2 separate regions of the Sus scrofa genome follow, and region 2 is linked to region 1. The links are chromatin contacts, called in public HiChIP or PLAC-seq maps. All regions are on one chromosome and are shown on one strand. Each heading gives the region's core, a stretch centred on a gene start, on an enhancer-like site or on the middle of the called end of the contact. The rest is flanking DNA. Distances are from core to core; before and after follow the strand shown.

The links. HiChIP or PLAC-seq counts read pairs in DNA pulled down with a chosen protein or histone mark.
Region 2: an H3K27ac HiChIP or PLAC-seq map of skeletal muscle shows a contact between it and region 1. The contact joins two enhancer-like sites. A contact is called at or near these places in 4 of 47 Hi-C or Micro-C datasets (embryonic fibroblasts, heart right ventricle and skeletal muscle) and 1 of 2 datasets of contacts at active chromatin or transcription factors (skeletal muscle).

What each region holds. Positions count from the first base shown.
Region 1 is chr7:26,600,067-26,604,268 of Sscrofa11.1, reverse strand. All of the region lies in intron 10 of MLIP (muscular LMNA-interacting protein), which reads left to right. Among named protein-coding and RNA genes, the nearest start is that of TINAG, 79 kb to the right of the region's middle. Within about 2 kb of position 1,333, at least 1 of the 83 cell types and tissues checked has an H3K27ac peak or open chromatin away from gene starts, as enhancers often do. A contact at or near this core is called in skeletal muscle, where this site is marked.
Region 2 is chr7:26,818,966-26,823,109 of Sscrofa11.1, reverse strand. It overlaps the pseudogene LOC106504380. Among named protein-coding and RNA genes, the nearest start is that of MLIP, 19 kb to the right of the region's middle. Within about 2 kb of position 1,544, at least 7 of the 83 cell types and tissues checked have an H3K27ac peak or open chromatin away from gene starts, as enhancers often do. A contact at or near this core is called in skeletal muscle, where this site is marked.

The DNA of each region.
Region 1 (4,202 bases), core at 84-2,583:
CAATTTATGATAAATTATGTAGGAAGGTAGGTAAAGATAGATCCTCTGTAGTAAATTGAATTAATACATATGTCGTTGGACTCTGTATCCTGCAAGGAAACAAAACCAAAGCTATTCTTTTGCAGACATGTGGAATCTTCACAAAAACTGACCCTGTATTAGGCCAAAAACCCCCCAAACCTAGTATTTGCCAAGATAAAATTAATACAAGATGGGACAAGATAGAAGTAGTGGTTAAGATGTACAAACTACTATGAATAAAATAAATAAGCTCTAAGGATGTATTGTACAGCACAGGAAATATAGGCAATATTTTATAACAATTATGAATGGCGTATAGTCTTTAAAAATTGTTAATCACCACATTATACACCTAAATTTTATATAACATTATAAATCAACTGTATGTCAATAAAAAACTTATTAATTGCCAAGATAAAAATAATACAGAGAAATTTCTCCAAGCACAAAAAAAATTTTGTAAATTTGTAACAAAGTTAGAAAACCAATTTCTTGCCATCTGCATATTGAAAAATTTGCTTTTCAACAAATTATTTGATTAAAGAGGAAATTCAAAATGAAATTTCTACTGGGAAAAATTTGTGAAATTTTCATCTATTATAACTCATCAAATATTGTTAAAATAGCCCTTAGAAGAAAATGTATAGCTCTAAGTATGCTTAATGAATAAGAAAGTAAAAATAAATCAATTAAATATTCAGTTTGAAAATTTTAAGAGCAATAAAATCTTCTGTGCATAAGAAAAGTAAAAGAAAGGGTTTTATAGGAATTGACAAAAGATAACTATAAGACAGAAAAGCATAGAAATCATACATAAAAATATGTTTTTGAAAAAAGTATATAAAATAGTAATAGCGTAGTAACGCTGCTACAATGTAGCACTGCTTTCAAAATTCTAAAGGAAATTATTTTGCAACTTAGAATTTTGGATTTAATCCAAAAAATTAAAAGATTCTGTCCAAAAAAATAAATATAAAGGCAGAACAAAGTTTTCAACAAGCAAAGTGTCAACAATTTGCTTCCCAAACTCCATTTTCCCAGGAAGCTCCTTTAAGGCCCAGTGAATATGAGAGGACCCATGGAGAAGAAAAATCTGGGAGACGGGGAATAGGAGATCAAACACAAAAGAAAGGCAAAGAAAATTCCTAGGATGATGGTAAAAAAAAAAATCACAGAATAACAACTTACACAACACATAGGAGACAACCAGGCAGACTGGAAATATGCCTCCAGTGACACACATGGCATGCCCTTGAAGCTGTCCCCACACAGGATCCTTTCAGGTTTGTACAGTACTGTCCACAGACAGTGCTCAAGTGATCCTGTCCAAAATTCTTTGCTAGCTTTGGCCGTCCAAGGGCTGAAAAAAGCCTCCTGTCCCTCCCTGCCCAGCTGCCTGGAATAGCTGACATCATCTGACCTGACAGAAGTGTTCAGGTTTGACTGACTCATGAGAGATGGAGGTGGCCACAGCCAGCTTAGAAGTGTGGAGCATGGACCGGCGCATCCTCCCCAGACGGTTTCCTCTAGATGAGCTGGACCTTAACCTGCCAGATTGCTCCCTATGAGGAACTCTCTGATTCCCCTGGATGACAAAAGGCTGTCTCCTGACATCCGGGCAAGGAGTTCTTCAACCTTCCAGTGATACAAATGAACTTATATACAAAACAGAAACAGACCCACAGACATTTTTTAACAAATTATGACAAATGTATGGTTACCAGAGGGGGAAAAAGGTGAGGGAGGAATAAATTCGGAGTTTTGGATTAACCTATACACATTACCATATTATAAAGTAGATAACCAACAAGGATCTACAGCCTACCACAGGGAACTTACTCAATATTTTGTAACAACCTATAAGGGAAAAAGATTCTGAAAAAAAAATATGTATAACTGAATCATTTTGCAGTACACCTGGAACTAACACAACATTGTAAGTTAACTATACTTCAATAAAACTAAATTCATTAAAAAAAAATCAAGGAACGAAAAAAGCTGAAGCCAGATTATAAACCAGAGACCATTCAGTTCCTCTTTTCCTAGGCACTGTCAACTACCAATAACAATGCTGCCTTTTCCTAACACAGCTAGTCGTCGTGCTCACCACTCCTATTAATCATCTTCCAAACCAATTAAGAAATGTAATGCTAAAATAATTTTTGATAAAATAATGGAATAGTTATTAGGAAGTAATACAAAATTAAAATACATTTTAATCTACAAGTCATCTTTAGTGGGCAAATATACTAGCCTTCCATTAAAATTGCACATTCACACAAGTATTACTTAATAGTAATAAGTTAGAGGCATTAGCCAATGGAATTGGACAAAAGAAAGAAGTGAAAAGTATAAGAATTGACAAAGAAGATGTAAATTTATGACTGCTAGGTGATGTGATATTTTAGGTGATATACCTGGAAATTCAAATAGAATCACCAAATGATGATTATAATCAGTGGAATAACTTGGTGCTGTGTCTCAGGGAATCCATAGCTTTCATATACTCATATAGAAATGTTCCAAAATTATTGCCAAATGGGGAAAAAAAAACCTTGAACAAATAAGATGCAGAATACTGTATATAGGATGCTAACTTTTTTTTTTTTTTTTTTTTTTTTTTTTGTCTTCTTAGGGCTGCACCCATGGCATATGGAGGTTCCCAGGCTAGAGGATGAATCGGAGCTGTAGCTGCCGGCCTATGCCACAGCCACAGCCACACGGGATCTGAGCCGCATCTGCGATCTACACCACAGCTCATGGCAATGCCAGATCCTTAACCCACTGAGCGAGGCCAGGGATAGAACCTGCGTCCTCATGGGTACTAGTCAGATTCATTTCCACTGAGCCATGACAGGAACTCCAAGGATGCTAACTTTAAATAAGTGTATGCTTGTAGTGTGTGTGTATGAAATAAGAATGTATATTTGTATTAGCTTGATAAATAAAATAAATACTAGGCACAAACAAGACACTAATAAAAATAAAACATATTTAGTCACATTTTCAAGGTACAGAGGATTGAAACCCTTATTTCTATGAATGTAATAACCCTAGCACTAGAATTTTCTAAAGACCTACTTAAAATTTTCTCAGAGATCTAAAAAGTGTGTTTTGAAGTAAATTTTTAAAGTTAAATTTGAACTCATTGCAGGGACATCTTCTGATACAGCAGACGCATTCAGTATAAATTTTAGAAAACCAGTCAGTGGCTTAAAAATACATGGTCTTGGGAGTTCCCATCCTGACTCAGCAGTAACAAACCAGACGCTTATTCATAAGGACGCTTATTCATAAGGATCAGATGTGGCTTGGATCTCGAGTTGCTGTACCTGTGGTATAAGCCAGCAGCTGTAGCTCTGATTCGACCCCTAGTCTGGGAATTTCCATATGCCATAGGAGTAGCCCTAAAAAAGCAAAACAAAACAACAACAACAACAAAAAAGCATGGTTTTGGCAAAATCAATTCAGCTTATAAGAAAAAAATATTAATTATGTAGTTTTAAAAGATGAATTTACCTGTTTAGCTGAATGTCATTTTGAGCAACGTGAATATTTTATCCTAAATTTCCATTCTACACAAAGCCAAATATATGCATTCGTTGCTAATGGAACAGAAAAATAATTGAATGATAGAATGCATTCTTGACCTCATAGAAAACACAGTATTCCTTTGAAAATTCAATCATTACTACATTAAGCATCTATTGTATTAAGCATTGTGATTGGTGCTGAGGTCACAAAGGTGAACAAAACAGGTTTCATTTTATAAAGTGTATGCCCTAAGGGGTTTTACTGTAGAGCAATCACTGTCAATTTTTTATTTTACTCAAAAAAATTTCAGGAATATAAGAGACACTTTAAAAAGATCTGAAAAAAAATAGTCCTAGTCTTTCATGATATATACGTGTACAGGCCCTTTTTGCAAGTTTTCTTTGTAGGCTCTACTTGCCACTTTTGTAGTTTCCTTGTTCTGTTCATATAATTCACAGCCTCATCTAGTGGCTCCTATTTCTTCAAAGACTGCTGCATGCATCCCCTTTACAGGCAGTGGAAACATCCTCTCTACTTAAGACCCCATTACTTCTCCCCTTTGCAGTTGACCTTGTCTGTTTGCTCTCCAGTTTCTCTCCAAAGTCACACATGGCCTAGAATGGATGCCTTCATTCATTCTTTCTTGG
Region 2 (4,144 bases), core at 295-2,794, 220 kb before region 1:
TGATCAATAAAAAAAACAGGACTTAGGAGCCCTATGATGCTCTTCTCCCCCCCCCCCACTTTAAAAGTTTTATTGATGTATAATTGATTTAGAATGTTGTGAAAATCTCTGTGTACAACAAAGTGATTCAGCTATATGCATACACACATCCATCCATGCTTTTTCAGATTCTTTTCCCATGTAGGTTATCACAGAATATTGGGTAGAGTTCCCTGTGCTATACTGCAGCTTCCTGTTGGCCAATCGATCCATATACCACAGTGTGCGTATTTCAACCCCAAATTCTCAATTTATCTCCCCCCCCCCCCCGCCTGCCTCCTTTGGTAACCAGAAGTGTGTTTTCAGTCTGTGATTCTGTTTCTGTTCTGGAAATGAGTTTATTTGTATCCTTTTTTTTTAAGAGCCCACATATATTATCTTATGTCTTTCTCTGTCTGACTTCACTTAGTATGATAATCTCTAGGTCTGTGTTGAAAATGGCATTACTTCATTCTTTTCTTGGTTGAATAATATTCCATTGTATATATGTACTACATCTTCTGTATCTAGTCATCTGTTAACGGACATTGAGGTTGCTTCCATGTCTTGGTTATTGTAAATAGTGCTGCGGTGAACTTTGGGGTGCATATATCTTTTCAAATTAGAGTTTTTGTCTTTTCTGGATATACGTCCAGGAATGGGATTGCTGGGTGTTTTTAGTTTTATGGTGGGGTATTCTGAATGGACTTAGTTTATCAAAGTAAGGAACAGAATTTAGGGAAGAAAGGAAGCTGAGGACTTACTAAGGCCAGCAGTTTCTATTTTTCTCTCAGCCACAAACCTGGGTAAATAATAGTTTTAGATTGATAAGTAGCAATAATTTCTTTTTTGGGGTAGGGGGCGCTGCACCCGTAGCCTATGGAGATTCCCACATTAGGGGTCAGATTGGAGCTGTAGCTGCCAACCTACACCACAGACACAGCAACGCCTGATCTGCACCTCGTCTGTGATCTACACCACAGCTCATGGCAATGCTGGATCCTTAACCCACTGAATGAGGCCAGGGATTGAACCTGTGTCCTCATGGATGCCAGTCAGATTCGTTTCTGCTGAGCCACAACAGGAACTCCTGATAAGTAGCAATCATTTCTTGTTTAAAAGTCCTTGTATTAATTACTTGTCTATTAATTGAAGCACAATTTCCACAAGCTTTGGCAGTTCCACTTTGGGACACATTTCCTGTTTGCTTTGGTCCTTGGAAATTGCTGCGGAGTTGAATTGATGACCTCCTCACGGGCACTTTACTGATTGAGTCCTGGGGGTGGGTGTTTGGTCGTGTCAACTGTAGTCATTAAATCTGGAGAAAGTTACCATCTCCATGGCTTTGGGGGCTGGATTCAGCCATAACGAGGTGAATGGAGGATCCCATAGATGGTTTTTGTTTATTTACAATTCCAAACAAGGAGTAATAGAATAAGAGGCTTGATGAGTTACTTTTTGTCCCCTGGGAAGAAGCTGTCTCAGACCTGGCTGACCTGATTCTGTGGATGACTCAGCCTCTGAAGGGCGTCTCATTCCGGAAAGTGAATCATGCAAGGGTAGGAAGCCACACGTGAAACGGGGAGACAGGGCTCCCCGGAGCTGTATTTAAGCTGATGTTTTACCACATTTTCTGTCTGTAATTCCTCAGATACGGCAGTTAGGTCAAGCCAGAGAGCTGTGCTTTTCTGCTGAGGACGTGGTCACCACGTTAACATCTCTCGCCCTTGATTGTGCCATTTGGAAGATGAAATTCTTGCATTTCCCAGATTTTGAATTCAGTGTTGCCTTGGAAATGTGTTCCTCACGGCCGAGGAGGGTTAGCTGCCTGGTAGAGGGGCAGCGGAACCCAGTTCCTCTTGCCACGCACTGGCTGCCCCAGAGTAAAGTTAGCAGCCTAGGAGACCAGCCTGCTAAGGGAGATATGTCAGTCATCAAACAGTTAAAGTGCTGTTGCCCCTCTTTGCTCTATGTTATGGGGAAGTTGTCTTCGGGGAAAAGTGAATGGTCTCTCCTTTTGCTTCCCACCTCAAGGTTTCTCTGACCCTCGCTGCTTTGACATTTGCCTCTTTGTGCCTGAAGCTGTCTCGTTATATTTTGCCTCTTTTCTGCTATCTGCTCCCAGCTCTTCTTCTCTTTCTCTCTCCTTAGAGTTTCCTTTGCTTCTCTCTCATTTCCTCTCAGATTGTCTGTCACTTTGATTTTTTATAAACACACAATTATTACTAGCAGATTACAGATTCTAATAAATGATGAGGGGAAATTGAGAATAGTTTCCTTTACGAATTTTCAGATCATTCTGTGTGTATGTGACTGAAACTTATTCATTTATTGAATGCTATTTCCTTAATCCTCCTCCCTAAATGAATAACTGAAATATACTTGCTCATAGTACCTCTTGCTCAGGTATCTCTCTTGCATAAATTCTCTGATGCAATCCTTTCCAGAAAACTTTGGAATTCTTTTTTCTTTTTTTATTTTGGCTTTTTTTAGGGCTGCAGCTGCAGCATATGGAAGTTCCCTGACTAGGGGTCAAATCGGAGCAATAGCTGCCAGCCTATGCCACAGCCACTGCAACTTGGGGTCCAAGCCATGTCTGTGACCTATATACCACAGCTCATGGCAATGCTGACTCCTTAACTCACTGAGTGAGGCCAGGGATCGAACCCAAGTCCTCATGGATACTAGTCAGGTTCCTTACCATAAGAACTTCCATCTCTGGAATTCTTGAGCAGATACATTTGCGTAGATAGTATTAGGATCTTGTGAAAAAAAAAATATGCTTTTTCAAGTGTGACTGCAGGGGACCCAGAGGCCAGCAGGTGTCAGGCTCACCCAGGAAAGGATCTGAAGATGGCTTCATCATGGTTTTTCTTTAAGACTGTGTTTGCTTTTTTTGAATGAATTTTTGAAGAACCAAAGTTAGGCTCTTGTTTGTTTTAAGGCAAACTCTAGGTTGGTTTAAAGAGAAAGTGGATCATCTCACACCCAAAGTAGTATACTGATTGAGAATTGTTTAATAGGTGATGTCGATTTTATTTTCACTTGCTGGCTACTTGATGGATGATGGGGGACAGAGCTCCCATAGCTGTCCCTTGCGGTCCCTACAGCAGTGTCCTCGCCCCTGGAGTTTTGGAGTTTGTCCTCCTCCGTGCCCACCACACACCCGCCCACCTTATTTTCTGAGGAGGAAAGAGAGATCTGGAAAAGAACTGTGAGAGACGCTCAGCCGTAAGGAAGAGGATCAAAGTTGGGACTAAACTTGAGCCGAAGCAGCTGGGTGATCATCAAGTCTGAATGCTGACCCCGCATGATTGGAGTCCGGAGCTCCTGGCAATGCCATTGACCTTGGGGCTTCTCTGTTCTGTTCAGATGTAGGGGGCACAAGCCGCATCAGACTGCAGAAGGCTGCCCAAGCCTAGGATTGTTCACAAGTGATTATCCTCAGTGCAATCCCCATAGTAACTGAGGGGGGCTGTCAGGCAGTCATCTGGCATCGTTTTTTCTCCTCGGGCGCCACAGCACTGCTGTCTGAGAGGGGCCTGGGGAACTTGCTGTTTACGTAGTAATCAGCTGGAGAGCACTTCTCTTTGCTGGTCTGTGCTTGGGAACGGACTAGCAAGCCGGAAATCAGCCCACGTCCACTGTCCTAGTTCCTGAAGGTGTCTGAAGGTGAAGGACACCGTGCCGTTTGCTGTGGGCTCCCCAAACCTGAGCAGGCTGCAGAGCTCTATGCCCAGCTGTGATGCTGACAGTGGCTTTTACAAAGGAGAGGGCTTGCCAAGCTCCCCGATGAAATGAAGCTCAACAGATTTGGAGACCAGCTTCAGGTGGGCCTCCCTAAGTGTTACCCTCCCTGGGCTTTCAAAGGTAATTTATGACTGTTACACATTTTTTGTTTGAATGTTGGTTTTTTTGGTTTTCTTTCATTTTTGTCAAATGGAATGGCTCTCTAAAGCAGAGGGCGCAGGTAACTTTGATAGAGGCAGCTGGTAGGACCGTCATCTAGCCGCTTAGGACCAGGTTGCTGGACAGGGAGTGCATTGCCTGGGTCTTTCTTAGAGGAAGAGCTTGCTGGCCAGCTGCAGGGAGTGCAGTGAGCAGACTAATCACGTACCCTTCTACG